Regions from separate parts of the Pan troglodytes genome. Here region 2 is linked to region 1. Evidence: chromatin contacts called from public Hi-C data. All regions are on one chromosome and are shown on one strand. Each heading gives the region's core, a stretch centred on a gene start, on an enhancer-like site or on the middle of the called end of the contact. The rest is flanking DNA. Distances are from core to core; before and after follow the strand shown. Region 1 has its middle 70 kb from the start of CRYAA. Region 2 holds the start of HSF2BP (heat shock transcription factor 2 binding protein).

Evidence for each region. A called contact is a pair of places that touch in the nucleus more often than the background predicts.
Region 2: a contact with region 1 is called in a Hi-C map of stem cell-derived neural progenitor cells, with 3 times the contacts expected there. The contact joins the promoter of HSF2BP here to the enhancer-like site in region 1. A contact is called at or near these places in 4 of 7 Hi-C or Micro-C datasets (induced pluripotent stem cells, a lymphoblastoid cell line and stem cell-derived neural progenitor cells) and 1 of 1 datasets of contacts at active chromatin or transcription factors (stem cell-derived excitatory neurons).

What each region holds. Positions count from the first base shown.
Region 1 is chr22:43,823,339-43,826,805 of NHGRI_mPanTro3-v2.0_pri, reverse strand. No RefSeq gene overlaps it. Among named protein-coding and RNA genes, the nearest start is that of CRYAA, 70 kb to the right of the region's middle. Within about 2 kb of position 1,680, at least 11 of the 24 cell types and tissues checked have an H3K27ac peak or open chromatin away from gene starts, as enhancers often do. A contact at or near this core is called in induced pluripotent stem cells, a lymphoblastoid cell line and stem cell-derived neural progenitor cells, where this site is marked.
Region 2 is chr22:44,251,003-44,254,683 of NHGRI_mPanTro3-v2.0_pri, reverse strand. HSF2BP (heat shock transcription factor 2 binding protein) reads left to right here and starts at 2,082. Exons shown (of 9, transcript XM_531485.8): 1 at 2,082-2,260; 2 at 3,328-3,605. The coding sequence starts at 3,570. It overlaps RRP1B (ribosomal RNA processing 1B), which reads right to left and starts at 1,982. Exons shown (of 16, transcript XM_001144331.7): 1 at 1,852-1,982. The coding sequence starts at 1,981.

The sequences.
Region 1 (3,467 bases), core at 431-2,930:
TGGGTATCTCATCACCGAGCAGGTAAGAGCACTGCGGCTGCCAGCAGGACCCCTGAGCCAGCTCCTGTGTGGAGTGCAGCCCGGCCCCGTACAATCAAAGGCCCAGCACTTGGCCATTACCAGCGTCAGAAATAAGTCAGCCACCAGCTCCTCCAAGGGCAGCCGCTGCCTTTTATCACCATCAGAGAGCCACTGCCAGGGTCATCGTGGGGTCTCAGTGTTCCTGCGAACGGCAGATGGGATTTGAGGTGTCCTGCCTTCCCACCCCAGTCCTCTAGGTCTGACGTGTCTTCCCCAGGGGGCGCCCTGTCCCCTCAACAGCCAGCCATCTGCAATTCTGCGTCAGGGCCTTCGGGAGCCCTGCTGGGAGACCCACACTGCTCTGGAAAGCAAGATTTTCCAGCCAGGATGCTTTGGAAATTGATTTCTCTCACTCCTGGCCAAGGTAAAGGCACAGCGCTCACAGGCTCCCGGGGCAGACAGCTCAGCAGAATAATGAGCCACCCCCTCTCTTCACTGCCCCTCCCTCCCGGTGCCCCTGGGGCGTCCTTGAGCTGCCACACGGCCCCTCCCTCATACCCGCTCCTCCCTCATACCCGCTCTCTGACGTCTCTGCAGGTGGCACGAGGAATGCCAGGGCCCAGGCAGCTAGATGTCAAAGAGGCTGCTGAGCAGCACACAGGAGGGGGCTCCCCTAAGCTGGAGGGTGGAAAGGGGTCTCTCACGGTCAAGTACAAATCAGACACAGAGGGCAGCCGTGCAATGAAGTAACAGCCCAGAGCTTGGCCATGGCCATGATAGTGGTGTGTGCGTCTTCCTGTGGGCTGTGTGAGTGTATGTTTGTGTAGGTGTGCATGTGGGCATTTGTGCACGCATAGGTGTTATGTGCTTCTGTGTGTCCGTATGTGTCCACATGTATTGTGTGATGTGTGTACATGTGTTTGTATGTTGCATGTGTGTTTGTGTTGTGCATTTGTGCGCACATGTGTGAGGTGTGTGAGCATGTGTTTTGTGTGTTGTGCACGAGTGTGCATGGTGTGTTGTGCATGGGTGCACACTGTGCAAACATTGTGCTTCTATGTGCATGTGTGTTCTGTGCATATGGGCACACTGTGTGTGTGTGTGCATGGATGCAATGTGTACCTTTCCTTCTGTTCTGTTCTAATGGCAGCAGCCTGCACAGCAGGTTTGGGGCCCGCCCACATTTCCTGCCCCTGCAAACTCAGTCCTTAGCCCAGGGTCTCAGAGGAAATCCCACAGAGCAGGGCCTTCTGGCCTCCCCAGCAGCCTGGGAGCTAATGCTGACGGAGCCTTCACTAGCCCCTGCCACGGGTCCCTCCCCTGAAGGGAGACTCCTTTCCCAGCTCCCATCCTGGAGGCCAAGGGCAGAGCAGGAGGCAGGTGCCTCCCCTGTAGAGAGAAGGCCGCCCTGCCCCCAGCAAGCAGCTCCTTGTCCCTCAACCCCTCGGCTCTCCTGATGCCTCCTCCTTCCAAGCTGGCACTGTCTGGCACCTGTGCCTGCATCTCTGTCTCAGCCCCCTCTCAGACAGCCACATGCAGCCTTGGCTGGCAGGACCTCTGGCCCTGTGACCCCAACACCGCGTCAGCTGAGGCTGCCTGCCAGGGACACTTACCGCCCTGCCCCACTCACAGGCCTCTGCGGGTGTGGGCGGGACGGGGGCTGCTCTTCACAAGAGGCTTCCTAGGAAGAGCTGACCTGGGCCGGAAGCCGGGGAGTGACGTCATTCTGCACGGAGGAAACCCCGCCAGAGCCCCCAGGGACCCCAGCACAGCCCTGGCCTTCCACACAGTGACGCCTCCTTTTTCAAGTGATTTTACAGACAAGCAAATGAAACCCCAAAACTGCTTATGGTAAAGAAACACCACTGGCTTCCAGCACGGCTTTTGTGTCTTCCCATCTCAGTCTCCCCTGCTGGACACTAGCTCCCCGGGGGTCAGGGTGGGTCTCCCACAGCTTGGCAGCACGCAGCCCAGAGGCTCCCGGAGCCAGGCCCTCTGCGGATGTTTGCTGAGGCCGCTTCCCACTGTCTTGAAGAGTGAAGGTGACCTTTAAGGCTGAGGTTCGGCAAGTCTCCTGCGGCCAAGGTCTCGGCGGCCAGGCAAGTCCTCTGCTGCCACCTGGTGGTTAGTGTGAGGCACGCTGGTGATGATTGAAAGGAACTGGGGGCTGGAGGCTCCCTGCAGGCACTCGGTCTCCCAGCTTCAGCCAACTGGCAAAGACGGACATCGAATACTCAGAGGGGTTGATAGATCTGTCCAAAGTCACCCAGCATGTCACCAGAAGAAAGGGACCAGTGCCTCAGGCTTCCTCAGCGCCTCCCAATTTTCACATTATGTGTGACATTGCAGTAATCATCTGCCCAGCGGTGCTGAGCCCTGGCTTTGGGGTCAAACAGACAGGGTGCACCTGGCCCAAGCCCTCACCAGCTGAGGACACCAGGCAGGTGACTCCATTTCTAAGCCTCGGTGTCCTCAGCTAACAATAGAAACAGGCTACAGGCTGCTGTGCAGGCTGCATGAGAATTGCCGTTACAAGCGCAGCAGGCGCAAGGCCTGGCATACAGCAAGTGCTCCATTAATGCTTTTCCGGCTGCTGCTCATAATGATGATGACAATGATGCCCAAGGTGAAAACGGGAGCAGAGGAGAGCGTGGGTCATTTTCACTCCAGAGTCCAGCGTCCCCAGCAGTGGGATGAGGGAGAGCCTCCCTGGAGATCGAGAAGCTGAGCCCCAAGACTGGAGAGGCAGCTTCCAGTGAGACTTCTCTCCCCCGCTGCCCTAACCTGAGGAGGCGCCGCTGTCCCGCAGCATCTCCCACTTGCACCTGATCATAGGGCTCACCTGGAGGCACCAAAAGCCCAGCTCCCTGGACTCTGCCCCTCCAGACTCTAAGTGGGTGTGAGCGGGGCCCAGGAGTCTGTATTTGCAACGCACTGCAGGTGGTTCTCCCGGCCTGGCAGGCTTGGGAAGTACTGGCCAATCCCATCTTTCCACGATGGCCGTGTGCCCTGGTGAATGGGGCTGGACACTGGCACGCAGAGCTCTCTGAATTCAACCTGAATGCATACCAGGGAGCAGTGGGGCAGTCAGACCACAGGGGCCTCAGACGCCAGGCCACACAATGGGAAGCGGGGGAGAGGTGATCAGAGCCTCGGCCCTCAGAAGGCCAGGCGAGGGAGAGGGAGGCCCAGAGGGCAGAGAGCTGGCAGCAGCACCCACGGAGAAGGCTGGTGTGAGTCCCAGGCCTAGCAGTGGGTGCGCAGAGGCGAGCTTGGAAAGGAGGCAAGGGGAGCAGGCATCCTCCCGGCTTCAGAAGCTCTCCAACAGCAGCCCATGGGAGCCATGTGGGTAGGAGCAGCCACCAGAGAGCCTTGGCAGCTGCTCAGACTCCAGGAAAGTGGCTGGGCACCATGGCCAGAGCTGCGCCCTGCATTAAAGCTCACAT
Region 2 (3,681 bases), core at 833-3,332, 430 kb before region 1:
TGGGCTGGTCTGTGGAGGACAGATTCCTGGGGACACAAATGAAGTTAAGGAGACCAGTTGGGGAATATGCGGGCGCAGAAGTTTCGGTGAGATACAAAGAGCCCACGGTCAAGAATTTATTTCATCAGGAGGTGAACGAGGGAGGACGGGGGTCCTCCCACTGGATGTGAGCCAGGGGAAGAGGATGAGGAATTCAGAGGAGTCCAGGACAATCCCGTGTATCCAGCTGGAATCTGAATGGCTGGTGGGAACCAGCAACCAAAAGAAAAGAAAACAGGTGGCTGTGGAGCAGCAGCAGAGGACAGGATTTCGGGGAAAGAAAACAGAACTTTTTTTGGCATCCTGAGTGTGAGGTGCCAGGTAGAGAAGCCAGGCTAGCAAGGCACATCTGAGCTGCAAGTAGGAATGGGCTGGGTCAACAATTTAGGTTTAGAAACCATCAGCATATATGGGGTACCTGGAACTGTGAGACTAAACAAAATCTCTTGGGGAGATTCTTAACAGAATCAAAGTCAGGAATTTTGGTCTTTATTCCTTTTTCTATCAGACTTCCCAGGAAAGTGTATTTTCTTTTTTTGGGTAGTCTGGTGATTTCTCTTAAAAATAAAACAAACTGAGAATGTCAGTGATGGGGGAGATAATATCTGTTCTTTTAAGCAGATTCTAAATGTATTAGTACCATCAGTAACTAAATCAAACTTTATCTTAAAACCTCTATTACACATTGTAGTTCATATTGTATGGGCTCACTCAAGAGTTTATAGAAAGTATTTTTGGATCAGGTAAATGAAATCATCCAACAGCAGTGCCGTTAAAATCTAAACTACAAAGCCCTGTGTGATCTGGCCACTGCCTACATCTCCAACTTCATCTCATAACACTCGCCCCCCCCCAACCCCAACTTATTGGTCTTTCAAACCACTCCTAGGGCACGTGAAGCTCTTTCCTGCCTCTGCATAGGCGGTTTCCGCTCATTTCTCTTCAGATCTGAGCTGAATATCACCCCAGAGAGGCCTTCCCAGCACAGCCTATCAAGAAGAGCAACCTCCTTCCCTTTTTGCTATTATCTGGTTTTCTTTTTCCTTTTTTCTTTTCGAGACGGAGTTTCGCTCTTGTTGCCCAGGCCGGAGTGCAATGGTGCGATCTCGGCTCACGGCAACCTCCGCCTCCCAGGTTCAAGCGATTCTCCTGCCTCAGCCTCCCGAGTAGTGAGATTACAGGCATGCACCACCATGCCCGGCTAATTCTGTATTTTTAGTAGAGCCGGGGTTTCACCATGTTGGTCCGGCTGGTCTCGAACTCCCGACCTCAGGTGATCCGCCCGCCTCGGCTTCCCAGAGTGCTGGGATTACATGCGTGAGACACCGGCCTACTACCTGGTTTTCATTTCCTTTACTACACTTACACAAGGTCTACTTTATTTGCCTGTTTGCCTCCTTGCTTTATTACTAATAGATCCTCGAGGGTAGTGATTTTGTCTGTCTTCTCTCCTGCAGCCCCGTCACGTAAAGGTGCTGGTCAAAGGAAGGCGGCAATCACCGACCGGACACCAGGGCAAATCAGGGCAGCCCAGTGATTCGAGATGCCGGCTGGGGAATCGGACCCATGTGGATCTTTTCTCAGCTTCCCTGCTTACTGTGACTTTCATAAGTAACGGAACCCCCTCAACCCGTTTCCTTAAGTGTAAAAAGGCACTAGACACAGCAAGAAGCGGTTCCGGCAGCGCGGAAACCGAAGCACACGCTGGGTGTCACGACAACACGTGGAAGCCGCATTCCGTGCCGGGGCCCTAGCCCCAGCCCCGGCCCCCGGCCCGCCATGTGGCGCGGCTGACCGCGGCCGTGCGCCCACCTGTCTCCCTCTGCGTCTTCACGCTGATGTACTGGCGCAGCTTCTTCACCGCTCGGTCCCGGATGCCCTTCTCGCTGGACGCCAGCCGCTGGGCAAATTGGATCTCGGCCGGCTGCATGGCGGGGGCCATCGCGCCCGCTGGAGCATCCCCGGCCGCGCAACCCGCGGTGCCGCTGCCGCCAGCCGAGCGCTGCGGAGCAGCCAGCCACCGTCCGCCCGGGCCGCGACTGCACAGAAGGCGGTGGCGGCGGCGCGCGGGCTGATGGCGTCACAAAGGCGCCGCGGCTCGCAGCGCGCTCTGGGAGTGAGCGCGGCAGTGGCCCTGGCAGCTGGCTGAGCGGCCCAGCCCGTGTGCACGTGGCGCCGGCGCTGCCTTTCGGTTGCCAAAATTCAGGCTGTAGACGGCGAGGTGAGCCAGGGTTAGGACTTGGCCAGGAAGAGACGGAAGGCTGTTTGTAAACGGTCTAGGATTTTTTTGTTTGTTTTTGAGACAGGGTCTCCCTCTGTCGCCCAGGTTGGAATGCAGTGGCGCGATCTTGGCGGTGATCCTGGCTCACTGCAGCCTCGACCTGCCAGACTCGAGCGATCCTCCCATCTCGACCGCCCAAGTAGCTGAGACTACAGGCGCGCGCCATCACGCCCCACTATTTGTTATTTTTTTGTAGAGACGGTGTCTCGCTATGTTGCCCAAGCTGGTCTCAAACTCCTGGGCTCAAGCAATCCTCCCGCGTCGGCCTCCCTGATCGCTGGGATTACAGGCTTGAGCCACCGCGCCTGGCCACAGTCTAGGATCTTTAATCCCATTTAGCACACCCCGTTGAGCCAGCAGCTCACCTGCGATCTCCGTGGCATGGAGTTTTTAACTGTGGAGCCCCCGGGCCCCCGGGTGGAGTTGAGACTGGAAGGAAAGGCCGGCACTGGGGCCTGTTGAGCGGGTGGAGGGCTCGCCTTCCTCCAGTGCCTGCAGAGGCTTGGGCAGACCGGTGCGCCCCTACCCCGGAGCCCTGGTGCCAGTGCAGGGGCGCCCGCGCAGGCGTCCCGAGGCCTGGCGAGCACGCGCGCTTCCAGGGGAGTTGGGCAGGGCGGGCTGCTTGCTAATTCCAGAGAGGGAAGAAATCTTAGCTTTGGGTTCATCTAAAACCCGAGGCCATCCTATATTTTGCGGACTTAGCGGGCGTGCTGGGGCAAGTTAATGGACTAGGTCACTCCACACGTAGCGGGGCTTATCTCAGTTGCTCCGCTCAGTTGTCTGGGCGACCTCCCGAGGTGCCTGTTGACACAAAAATTCAACCCTTAACGTAAAAGCGCCTGAATCCGAGCGAGGGAAGGCGAACGGCGGAGGCGAGGTTTCCAGCAGACTGCCCATTTGAACGCAGTCCCCCTTAGTGTAGCATTCCTCGCCAAACAGGAAAGGACCCATCCGATTTATTTTACTTGACACTTACATCAGGGGCTGACTTTCCTTCTGCTTTGCAGATAACAAGTTTAAAACCCCGGCTAAGCCAGAAGAGCCAAAGAGGGACCTCGCCAAGGCCACTCCTCGCTCTCAAGGCCGAGAATACTGCGCAAATTCTGTGAGGTTTGGGCCTGGCGGCTCTCCGTTCCCGACCCCCGGCGTGGATTCGTTCCCGCGCTTTCTGGCGTGAGGGGTCAGAGGGCGCGCCGGGGTCAGAGGGCGCGCCGACGCTCAGGCGAACGGAGCGGAGGCGGCAGCGGCCATGGGCGAAGCGGGCGCCGCTGAGGAGGCCTGCCGGGTTAGTGAGGAAGCCCTGGCCTATGCCAGCGTGTTGAACCGTCGCCATTCGCTCCCCTCAGGGCCTTGCCCCGTGC